Linked DNA regions of Larimichthys crocea: region 1 is linked to region 2. Evidence: chromatin contacts called from public Hi-C data. All regions are on one chromosome and are shown on one strand. Each heading gives the region's core, a stretch centred on a gene start, on an enhancer-like site or on the middle of the called end of the contact. The rest is flanking DNA. Distances are from core to core; before and after follow the strand shown.

Region 1 (5,577 bases), core at 1,239-3,738, 130 kb before region 2:
CAATGTGGAGCAGGTGTAATCCATCAGTATAGTAGTGTGTATGTCGTGGCTGTAGGCTGATCAAATAACTCCAACAGCCCTGTCAAAAGACCGAAGAGTAAATACATAATACAGTATCAACAGAGCATTACTGCACAGCATATAGGTTACAAGCAGCTGTTTCAGTAAGCCCTGGGGGCAAACGTGTAGAGTGTTAACACTATTACCCAACAAAGCCATGAGGTACATTTGAGAGGGAATGAAAGGGGATTTTCAAAGAGATCACCATTTATGATATATTATTTGGTTAAACCTTTTCTATTACATCTGCTGTATTTTATGATGGGGTAGCCACCATTTCAGGACTACAAAACCTTCTCCGGCAACATTAAAACTAATTCTTTTCCGAAACTCATTGAACATTGTTGTTGAAAAACTTAATCCCAACAGTGGGATAACCCTAAAACATGACATATTCGTCTCAGGTCTCTTCGTTGAGGCTGATAGTCTCCCATATCAGCCTCATCTATCTTGTTTTCCTGGAAAGATGGTACTATCCAGTGTGATAACAATGCCTGTTGATGTGCTGACTACATTAACCATAATTACCAAGCATCTCTTATCAGTTGTCAGTCACGAGAGAGTGGCCTATTTCCTAAGCCATGCATATTCAACCAGTCCACAAGTTAATGTACTTCCTGTAAATTACGAGCTCAGTTTTCTGGGCACGTATCAGTGCACCATATGTGCTGTATATAGAGTAGTCGTAGTAACTGTAGTAGTAGTAGTATTTGTTGCCCCCCTGCTTCATTATGTATGTGTGTAGGTCAGTGTGAATCAGCTTAAGGCTCGTGTGATCACCCTCAGTGGCACATAAGGTCAGCTTTCCCCTACCTAATCAGACATTTGGGATTCTGGGTAAGACTTTAGGAAATCTAGGAAGATGCAAGAGCTGCAGCGTGTGCATGCATGCAAGGCTTCGGGGCAAAATCAAATCTGAGACAACATCATCCCCTCCTGATGTTTCAGTGTTTTCCTACCTTGTCTTATGGAGACATATCGCCCATTGCCTGCCATCAGAACCACCTGTGGGTTGCTCTCCTCTAGGTCAAACAGTTCATCTTTGCCTGGTTTGGAGCATCGTCCAGACCTCAGGGTGCCTGTAGGCCCCATGGGAGACAAATACTTCCCCTCACAGTCTTTAAAGGCCAGCTTCCCCAACTTCAACTCTAGCGTGTACGCCGTGGCCCTCCCACTCTCTGTCAAGAGTTTCCCATCATTGCTGAGGAATCGGCTGTCGCAGGTCTTAATGCAGTACTTTCCATCCAAGTAGACAAGGGTCAGGAGCGATGCCACACCCCAGGGAATGTTCACATCCACAGCGATTTCCCCATCCTCCTTAGAGAGGTGGGCATAACGCTTGCGGGCCACGGAAAACAGGTTGGCCTGCGGATGTAGAGCCAAGTGCACCGCCCACAGTTCTGCATCTGTGATGAACTGAGCAAAGCAGGACAGGTAGTCCCGAGAACCACCGAAGAAGCGGAGGTGCTGCTCAGACTGCAGAGCCCAGCGACCATCTGACTGAGCCACGATGAGGAAGCGGCAGTCGGAGTTGTGCCCGTCAGCCTCACAGGTGACTTTGCCATCCTTGTCAGAGGCCAGGTAGCGTCCCAGGTGGCTGCGCAAGTACACCACCTGGGTGTCCTGAGAGTCCTGCTCTAGAGTCCATATCTGCTTCTTCTTCAGACTGGGTGCTGACGCATTCAGCTGAAAGACATGGAAATGTTCCAACAAACAGCATGAAGGCTTTCCATAGTCTTATCTGCAACAAGCATGGCACTTCTCTGCAGTATCTGCCTAAAACAGTAAAGCACTGTGCAGCTCTATGACACCAACAATCACTGAGTGGCACGTTTGTACCTTGAATCCAAAGGACTCAGCAGTGAGGTAGCGACCCTCATGGTTGATTAGACCAAACTGCAACTTCAAGGGACGGTTTCCATTAGCAGGCATCTTCACCTGTGGATTCAGAAATGTCAGAGACAGAAGGAGAGCAAGGGGTGAGACAAGTTAAGCATGGGGGGATAGAGTGGGAAGAGGAGAAAGAGAGGGGTAATTAGACCTAACATGAGATGTAGGAGTGAGGGGTGTGCATAAGAAGAGGGGAGGTTTTTTTTTAAAGAGGTGAGGAATAAGGAAGGAGATGAAGTCATGGAGAATGATGAAATGAGAAAGTCTTAAAGACAGGAAATCAATTCATTAAAGTACAGTATATAAAGCACTCCCAAGACCACAAATTCCTTCCCCCGCCCATGGCTTCATTATACATTTTTCCAGCTACAGCCTCCTAATTTACTTACTGTGGTTTTGTGGCTTCCCCTCTGCAGTTTCTGCGGCTCTAATTCCAGCTCCCAGATTTAAGAGGCTTCTTTCACCAAGCGTCCTCTTGTAATTCTTTCTCTCTCCTCTCCTTCTCGTGCTGCCTCTCACGTTTTTGTTGATGGGGTCTCCCGGCTCCACTCCACCACCACCACCACCTCCACCACCACCACCACTACCACCACTACCTCTCCCCCGCCTAATCAGGTTAGAGGAAGCAAAGACTTGAGTCAACCTTGATCTCTTTTTAGTCCGGAGTCTGGCGTCAACCTCTCTTTTTCTTTTCTGCAGACTAATTTTAATCTTGACTGCTTATCTCTACTTCTCCAGTCGACTCTCTTCCTGTCTCTCTCATTGAACACTGCTCTCTCATCCAACCTCACTGTTCTTGCTTGACTTGTTATTCACCCTGAAGGCTCAATCACCTGGTCGCCCCCTGACTAGCCCTCCCTGGGTTTTTTTTGTTTTGTTTTTGCCCCTCCTTTGACTCCTTTGCCTACTATCTTTGGATCACATCCAATTCTCTGACACTCTTCTTCACCTTCCTTGAAGTCCAGGTTCCTCGTTTGTCAGACAAAAGTTTGATCAGTGAAGAAGAACATCCTCAGCGGTCCTGCAAATTTTATGGTACATTGAAGGACTCCTTCACTCTTTCCCTAAACATAAGCCGTCCATCACAACTGAACTCAGCAACAAAGGGTGCTTGCCTCTGTAATCTTAAGCCTCTCTCTGTCGCTTTTTCCTCCCATCCTCTCCTTCTCTCTCTCTGCCTTTCTCTAACCTGCCATGTGTATAATCCTGCCTTTCTCTGCGTCTGCGCTTTATTCTGAGCTCCTGCACTTCGCCTCTTTCTGTGACACATAAAGACAGGTAAGTAGAAACAATGCACACACATACACACACACAGCGGTGGGTAACCAGAGCACTCCCCATGCCTTTGGGGTAGTTGCCTGAGTGCAGCTCCACTTACTTGCCTATGCTGAGGGTTCGGTTACACACCTTCTCTGATTGCAAGCTCTCCGAGTCAGTTTTAATGGGAATGTGTCCAAGAGGCCGGGGGAGTCGGACTTTACATCTGAATTTGGGAGACAAGCAAAAGAGAAGGGAAAGGAGTTGACGACAACAATAATAAGCTAATCAACATATGGGCTTCTGAATGAATGTGTGTGCGCAGCAAGTGTGCCTGCACGTGTATGTGTGTGTGAGTAATCAACATTGCCAATCAGCCTATTATAAGTCTTCTTTGCAGGGTAAACAGACGTGTCTGTTCCTGAATCCATCTAATCCTCGACCCAGATCATAATACATCATACACATCAATGCAACAACAACATGATACATCAATCATTCCATATATCATTTAAAGACAATCAAGCTCAAAATCAATGCTTACATAATTATCATACAAATCATCATTACAATCATAAGCATACACAATATAATCATTCCATACAATATATTCAAACTCAAATCAGATCAATCAACATATATGCGATCAATGCATACAATAATGTCAATCTATCATAAAAATATATTACAATCACAATCATAGATATCCATTATGCCAATAAAATACATCAATTCATAGATTCATCCATAGGGCATATAATAACCTACATACATTTAATTAAATCCACTTCCTCATATATGATCCATCATAATATATATCATCATCAATCATTATATATCTATATCATATCTCATATTCAATATCAGATCATAACATTATATGCCTCATCATCAATACAATCATCATCATCCCAATCATAATCATTAAACAAATCATCACATATCATCAATCCCTAGTCATATATTATTATCACATATCATCATCAATCACTCAGATGCCAAATATAATGCCTTCATCACATAATCAATCATCATATAATCACATATTTTCACAGACATATCATCCCTCAGATCATAATCATCATACATCATAACAATAACAATCATATATCATCATATCATAATATCATATATATCAATCCCCACAGAGATCTATCCGCCCAACTGGTAATCTAATCAGCACATACCCTCCCCTCTCTCCTAAACACGCACACAACATTCACACACACACACACAACACACACACACACACACCACACACACACACACACACACACCACAAACACACACACACACACTTCCCCCTCTGCTCGTCAATAGCTATAAACATACACATAGACTCACTGACCCACAGGAACATACATGTCACACACACACACCTACACACACGCACACAGAGGTCAGAGGAGGGTCCCAGGGTTCATAGCAAACACTGCCTGGCCCAAAGATTTACTCCTCCTGACCCAGACTTGAACTGCTGCGCTTTACGTAAAATGTGATAAACAATGAGCATCACATACACACAAACGCTCTCACACACACAAACACAGATAAGTGAAGGGCACAAGCGCCGTAAATGAGTGTGTTCACACTAAACAGGCAGACATGCACTATTTCTGAGATACTGACTTAAGATGCTTTGCTTTATTAAGGATAGATTCAAATATGTAGTATTATGTAACAACACTGAGACAATAAGAAGGCGGGAACAGACCACTGAGTCTACAGAGGAAAACATAATTTAAAATGATCTCTCCAAGTGTTGCAGTGTGATCAAAATGATCACTTTGCCTCTTGCAGTATTTAAATAGGAACCTTATACCTGCTTCCAAGTGTCCTAGAAGCAACACAAAGATCAGACGTGAATCCAAACCTGTGGCTTTGGTTATTTCTGTCAGTGCTTTGTCACTGTTTAGTTATATAAATAGTAATTCTAGTATTACTTGTCACTGGGTAATTTGGTCTCTTATTTTAATTAGAACCATTTTAAATTATGTTTTTCATTACAAAATGTTTTCTTTTCTAAAGAATTTCAAACGTTTAAAACATAAGATGATTCTTAGTTAATGCTACCTCGCTTATGTGTGTCATATTTTTTAAATGATAATGGAAAGTGTTAATTAAACTGCTGATTATCAGTGTTGAAGAGATTCATATTAGCTGTTGATATCGAAGTGATAATATTCAATGTCACTTAAACAAAATAAAAACCAATAGTTGTTATTGTTCACTATAAGGTGAGGACAAATGTATTATTTTTATTGACTATTGCTGTGAGATTAATAAAACTGACATCGTGAAATGTACAAGTTCTTTACCGTCTAACATTAGGCTCTATTTCTTAACTTCCAGCTCTGCAGACACGAGGTC
Region 2 (5,890 bases), core at 685-3,184:
ATTAAAAATGATTACACATTCAAGTCCGTAAAAATCTGTTTTAAGAGATGATATTAAAGAATGTATAATTTTTTCGAGCAGGACTTGCCACAAAGGCACACGCATACACACATACACGTCTACACAATCCAAAATCCCCCCCCGCTCCACCCCATCTGCCTCTCAAAGCTTCATCACATCCCTGCTTCTGAAAATCCTTCATCCCCGGGGGAAAGCACACCCGGCTGGGGGAAAGCTCCCAGGTCAACCCGCGCCCCCCCTCCCTCCCCTACTCCCCTTCCCTTCCCTACCCCTCGCTCCTTCTTCTCTTTCCTGGTCAAACAACACAATAGTCATCTATCAGAGAGGGCACCGGGCAGGCGCTTCGGCTGACAGAAATAAACCCAGTCACTGCCAGCAACATTTCAGGTGCTCGGGCTGATTTTCTCTGACGTCATGCTCGATTGGCCTGTTCTGTTTTAGCCTTTTTCTTTTTGTTCACCCCCACCCCCCTCCCTCCCTCCCTCACACCTTTAGCCCTCCATCCCTCTGTTGCCTGTTTCCCTTTCCTGGAGGGAATCTCTGAGGCATCTAGAAAAACAGGATTCATGCATGTCTGTTGGTATTGTTATGATTACAGAGCTCATCTGTGGCGGACAAACTAGTCATGGCCTTTAATTAAGGAATAAAACTATGTGAAAGCAATAAGGAATTACAAGTAAAACATGCTTAAAGTGTCAAAGCTATACGTACTCTGCAGATAAATGGCCAATATATAATTAAATATGACATTACTAGGTCGTCCTGATGCGTCAGTGTGTCACTTTCTTGTTGTGGTTTAGGTGGAGTTCATTTTAACTCCCCAACCTGGGGTTCAGACCCCCTACAAAGGGTCACAAGATTAATCTGACAAGTCATGACATGATTATAGAAGAAATGATACATAAATCTATATGAATTTTTCTCCTTTTTTTTGTGAAATATCTGACCACTTTGAGCCTCGAGTTATATCTAAAGAAAACCTTCTTAGGGGAAATTACTCTTTGGTGGGACTGATAAGCTGCCCACAGACATCTGTAACAAAGGTCCTAAGTATACAATGTTTTTTTAAGAGGTCAAAAGCTTGAGAAGCTTGGCTTAATCTTTAACAGTTTGTTCTATTTTCTAAGCTAAAATCTTCTGTCTGAAACCTGCAGCCAAGTCAAGGCAAGTTAAGTGGAGTGGGTTTTAACCATATACATAGTTAAACGAGACAGTGTTTTTCCGAGGACCACGGTGCTACATAAAACATAAAGCAGGCAGACAGGATTTTTATTGCACACACATTACAACACACAGTACAACGAGGACAAAATACAACAAGCCATAGCTGTCACTCAATATAGTAAAAAGTATTTACCAATGAAATGTAGTGGAGTAGGATTTTAGGCGAAGCAGCATTAAAAAGAAAGACGAGAGTAAAGTACGCAACAAGAAATGATAAAATGACTAATATACTAGAACAGGGGTCTTCAACCAGGGGTCCGTGCCCCCCGCAGAGGGACTGCAGGGGGTCCGCCAATTAATAATTGACAATTTTTACAAAAATAATTTGTGAGAATTTAAAAAAATACATAACAAAAATGATAAACTGCAAGCATTAATATGCAATAAGAAGCTACTTTTTGACAAAAACTATTTACTAAATAAATTATCCCATTATGCATGAACTTTGTAATCAATCATAAACACATATAGGCTAATAACTCAGTATATAAATAGGTTAATAAGGTGAATAAAGTAAATATAAAGGCCAAGCTTAAAATGTGACTTTTTAAAAAATGTCTGTCCAAGGAGTCCTTGAGCTAAAAAAGGTTGAGACCTCTTGTACTAGGAGAGAGTAATGATTTATGTCCAGCCAGTTCATGACTCTCTGTGACCACCGGTGGGCGCCCGAGTATTTGCACAGCGCTCAAACCTGCAGGCTGTGTCCTCTTCGCTGTCCTCCTCGACTACGAGCCCTGCTTCCTGGATACGCGTTCAGAAAAACAGAGATTTTATCGTCTTTACTTTGCTGCTAACCCGAAGCTCAAACACTCATAAAGACTCATTTAAAACACTGCCTATGACTGTTTAATGTCACCAAATTACCGATGATAACGTAAAAGAGGCGCAGCGAGGCGGTGGGCGCAGCAGTCGCAGAAGAAAGGTGGGTTCATTAAAACAACTAACGGGTTAGCTCAAATGTAATCTTTACAACCTGTCGGGCTTCATTTAAATATACATTATATATTCATGTTTCTGTTTAGTTAGTGGCTGTTTTATTAAAAATAAACTATAAAAGGGGTCCAAGTGTGTCCAAACTCTTTATGTGTTTTCTCTCAGAGCGCCACGTCACAGCTCGGCGGAGGAGTCGGAAAAACACACCCCGCCACTGAGTCCCTGTTCCCGGCGTAGGACCAAACATCACGCACCTTTACGTCAGCGTCAAAGTGCTGCTGTGTCTCCGTGTTTGTGTGGATATTTTCTTACCGGAGGGGAGGGGAGGCCTGTCAACAAGCAAAATGACGGCGTCCAACTGGGGTCTCATCATGAACGTGGTGAACAGCATCGTGGGAGTGAGCGTGCTCACCATGCCCTTCTGCTTCAAACAGGTGGGTCACCTGGCCAGGTGCGACCGTGAAATGTTTCCGACCCCGACCCCCAAACACAAACCCTATATTAACTATCTGCTTAGTATAAAACTCAAACTGTATTAAAGTATTGTTATATAATATTAATTCACGTGTAAGCTGTACCTTAATGTTGCAGTTCATTTTATATAATTGTTGGGTAGTTTAAGCTTTAATAATATATATATATATATATTAGCATGTAATTGCATGCAAAATCTCAATCTGAAAAGCCACACACTCACTCACTAGTTACTTTCCGTCATTACACGTACACTTTGCACAAATGCAAAGACAAGTCAAATTGTGCAGGTGTAGGGAAATGTAAAAGAGAAACACACACGTCGTCTCGCATCGAGCACAAAGTGCTTCAGTTTGTTGTGGTTTATTGTAATAATTGTTGTTCGTAAGCGTGGTGTTTCATTTTACAGAGAGGTGTTTTGTAATATTTAGTCAAACCTCTCTGATTGTTTACCAAAAAAAATTGACCACAAATGGTTGAATCAACCTCCAGCTCCACGACACCGTGCTTCAGTTTGGCCTTGTGTGTTTGACATAACTGCGAAGTGACGTTTCCTTAATGGGTGAAAGTGTAACTGTTACAGCCAGGCGACTTCCTCATGAGATCAACAGACGTTTGGTTGAACATGAACATAATCCACCTGTGTTGAGTCTTTTAAATGATTCGGACACGTTATCTTGCAGGTTTTAGCATGAACACCAAACACAAATGAACGCATGACTGGTCTTTAGGTGTGGTACTGCTGTCCTACTTTTTGCTTGACTGCATTTCTGTTTTTGTTGTGTGTGTGTGGTCATTAACCAAAGTCAATTGCAAACTTAAAATGTTTGCAGTATTTGCAGGCCTTTCTGTAAAGACCGAACTTGGGCAATAAGATGCGTGGGTGGCACTTCTTTAAAAAATTGGAAGTCGGAGATTAAATTTATGTGAATAAGCTGTTTATTGTTATTCTGTGTGTGTGTGTGTGGCACTAATAAGTTTTAAAGACTAAATGTAGTCAAGATAGTTTGAGGGTTGAATCCAATCTAGGGCATCAAGACTTAATCAGGTTGACCAGATGCTTGTATAATTTAATATACAAGGATATTATTTTGTAAGGTGACCAGATTTCAAGGCAACTCTATGGATGAATGAATGTTCGCTCTGTCCTCTTGCAGTGTGGGATAGTGCTGGGGACTCTGCTGCTTTTTTTCTGCTCGTGGATGACCCACAAGTCCTGTATGTTCCTGGTGCACACGGCGAGCAGCACCAAAAGAAGGACTTACGCAGGATTAGGTGAGTTTAAACACACTAACGTATTTAGACTTTCACACAGGAACTGCTGCTTTTTCTTCTTCTTTTTTTTCAATGGAGGAAGTTGCTACGACGATCATCATGACTGTAGACCTTAAAATTTGAAGTTGGTTGTAGTGGTTTGATAGGTATTATCAACACAGAAACTATTTTTAAGTCGCTGCCATCTGTTAGTCCACATGTTGTTCACACTGATGTCACTTTCTCCCCTGCAGCTTTCCATGCGTACGGGAAAGCAGGAAAAACACTGGTGGAGACGAGGCGAGTCTTGTTAACTTACTACACGCAATATTCTGTGTTTGATGTGTGTATTATGAGTCGATCTTCTACAAATAAAAAAACATAATGGAGTCATTTCCAAAATCATAGGCACTTATAATAATCACCTGTCCCCTCTTTCTCTCCCTCTGCAGTATGATCGGTTTGATGTTGGGCACCTGTATTGCCTTCTACGTCGTGATAGCTGATCTGGGCTCAAATTTCTTCGCTCAGCTGTTGGGTTTACAGGTTTGAGATCATTATTTGATAAATTTTTCATACACCCACTGCTCTCTTTTGCATTTCCATTAACTTTTTACTTTGTATTTAGCAACCAAACCAGTTAATAACTGGTTACAAACTGGAATAATTAGATTGAGGCACAAACTAACAATAGGTCAAATCAAGTTCCTCATCGCGTCATGTTGCATGATCCTCTGTAGGTGACCTTCAGTTTTCGCGTGGTGCTGCTGATCACTGTGTCTCTGTTCATCGTCCTCCCTCTGAGCCTGCAGAGGAACATGATGTCCTCCATCCAGTCCTTCTCAGCTATGGCTCTCATGTTCTACACCCTCTTCATGTTCACGGTGAGCTCGCCAAAACACACACATACACACACACACACACACAGCTACGCAATGCACCCGAAGAGACGTTTTTTGCGCCCAAAGCTTGAAAATCAAAATGCATGAAGTAGAACTGCTTTTGATGAAGATGAAAGGATTTTATTGAGTCAGCTGTGCAGTTAGACAGCAAAACAGGTCATGTAAGGTTTATCATAAAGTGCAGTGATAATCTGAGATAATCAGCAGTCCAAAGTATCAGTTAGATCAAAAACAACTTTGTTGTAAATGAGGCTCAGATGTGCATGTGCATCTCACAAACAAATCTAGAAGATCACCTTTTAATTTTTTTCACAGCAACAAGGACAGTTTTTTCTAACAGAATTTTAAATATTACATTTCGCCGCTGAGCTTTTAATTGTAGTTCACAAATACATATTGTACATCAGTGCTTTGTAAACTTGAACATAGTTAATTGGCGGCGCTCTCTGCTTTAACATGAAACTCATTTAAGATAAATGTTATTTTGTTATATTCTGTGTTAATTCTTTCATATTTTCTCCGTTGTACAAACTATGTCTTTCTCACCAACACAATATTGTCTTTCTCCTCTTACTGTTTTTTTTAAAGAGCAAATTCACACTAAATCACATCGGGCAGAAAACAATTGCTGCGCTGCTCTCTATCTGCTGAAACAAAGGCTCTCCCCTGGGAAGGAGGCAACACTTGGAAGTGGCCACTAGAGACATTTAAGCACTGTGAGTGCAAAGTAAATGGAGGTCAGCTAGTCGACTCCACTAAATCACAGATGGTTGCAGCTTTAGGGAATTATATTTCTATATTTGCTCATTTGTTGCCAGATATAAATACGTCAGATGTATTTTACTATACTTACTAAGACTTCCTCTTGACTTATCTGTTGCTGTTTGTACATGTTAAATTCATTTGACAGATTACTCTTATTATTTATTCTCTGATCCTGAGTCAGCATGACATTCCTATTTGGATATATATCTGCCCTAGGTAGTCAGCGTTTATTAGCAACACCACTACACTTAGCTGCTGTAAGTATTTAGAGGTTAAATGCTGACTGTAGTCCTGATGTTGGGGTTGCGCCTTTTCTT

What was found. A called contact is a pair of places that touch in the nucleus more often than the background predicts.
Region 1: a Hi-C map of muscle shows a contact between it and region 2, with 2.8 times the contacts expected there. The contact joins the promoter of fscn2b here to the promoter of slc38a10 in region 2. A contact is called at or near these places in 4 of 7 Hi-C or Micro-C datasets (all in muscle).

What each region holds. Positions count from the first base shown.
Region 1 is chrXVI:10,563,927-10,569,503 of L_crocea_2.0, reverse strand. fscn2b (fascin actin-bundling protein 2b, retinal) reads right to left here and starts at 2,488. Exons shown (of 7, transcript XM_010729694.3): 1 at 2,340-2,488; 2 at 1,900-1,998; 3 at 1,020-1,746. The coding sequence starts at 1,992.
Region 2 is chrXVI:10,429,472-10,435,361 of L_crocea_2.0, reverse strand. slc38a10 (solute carrier family 38 member 10) reads left to right here and starts at 1,934. Exons shown (of 18, transcript XM_027289330.1): 1 at 1,934-2,167; 2 at 2,344-2,612; 3 at 3,810-3,927; 4 at 4,161-4,206; 5 at 4,359-4,452; 6 at 4,647-4,790. The coding sequence starts at 2,523. bahcc1b (BAH domain and coiled-coil containing 1b) reads right to left here and starts at 2,601. Exons shown (of 29, transcript XM_027289325.1): 1 at 2,491-2,601.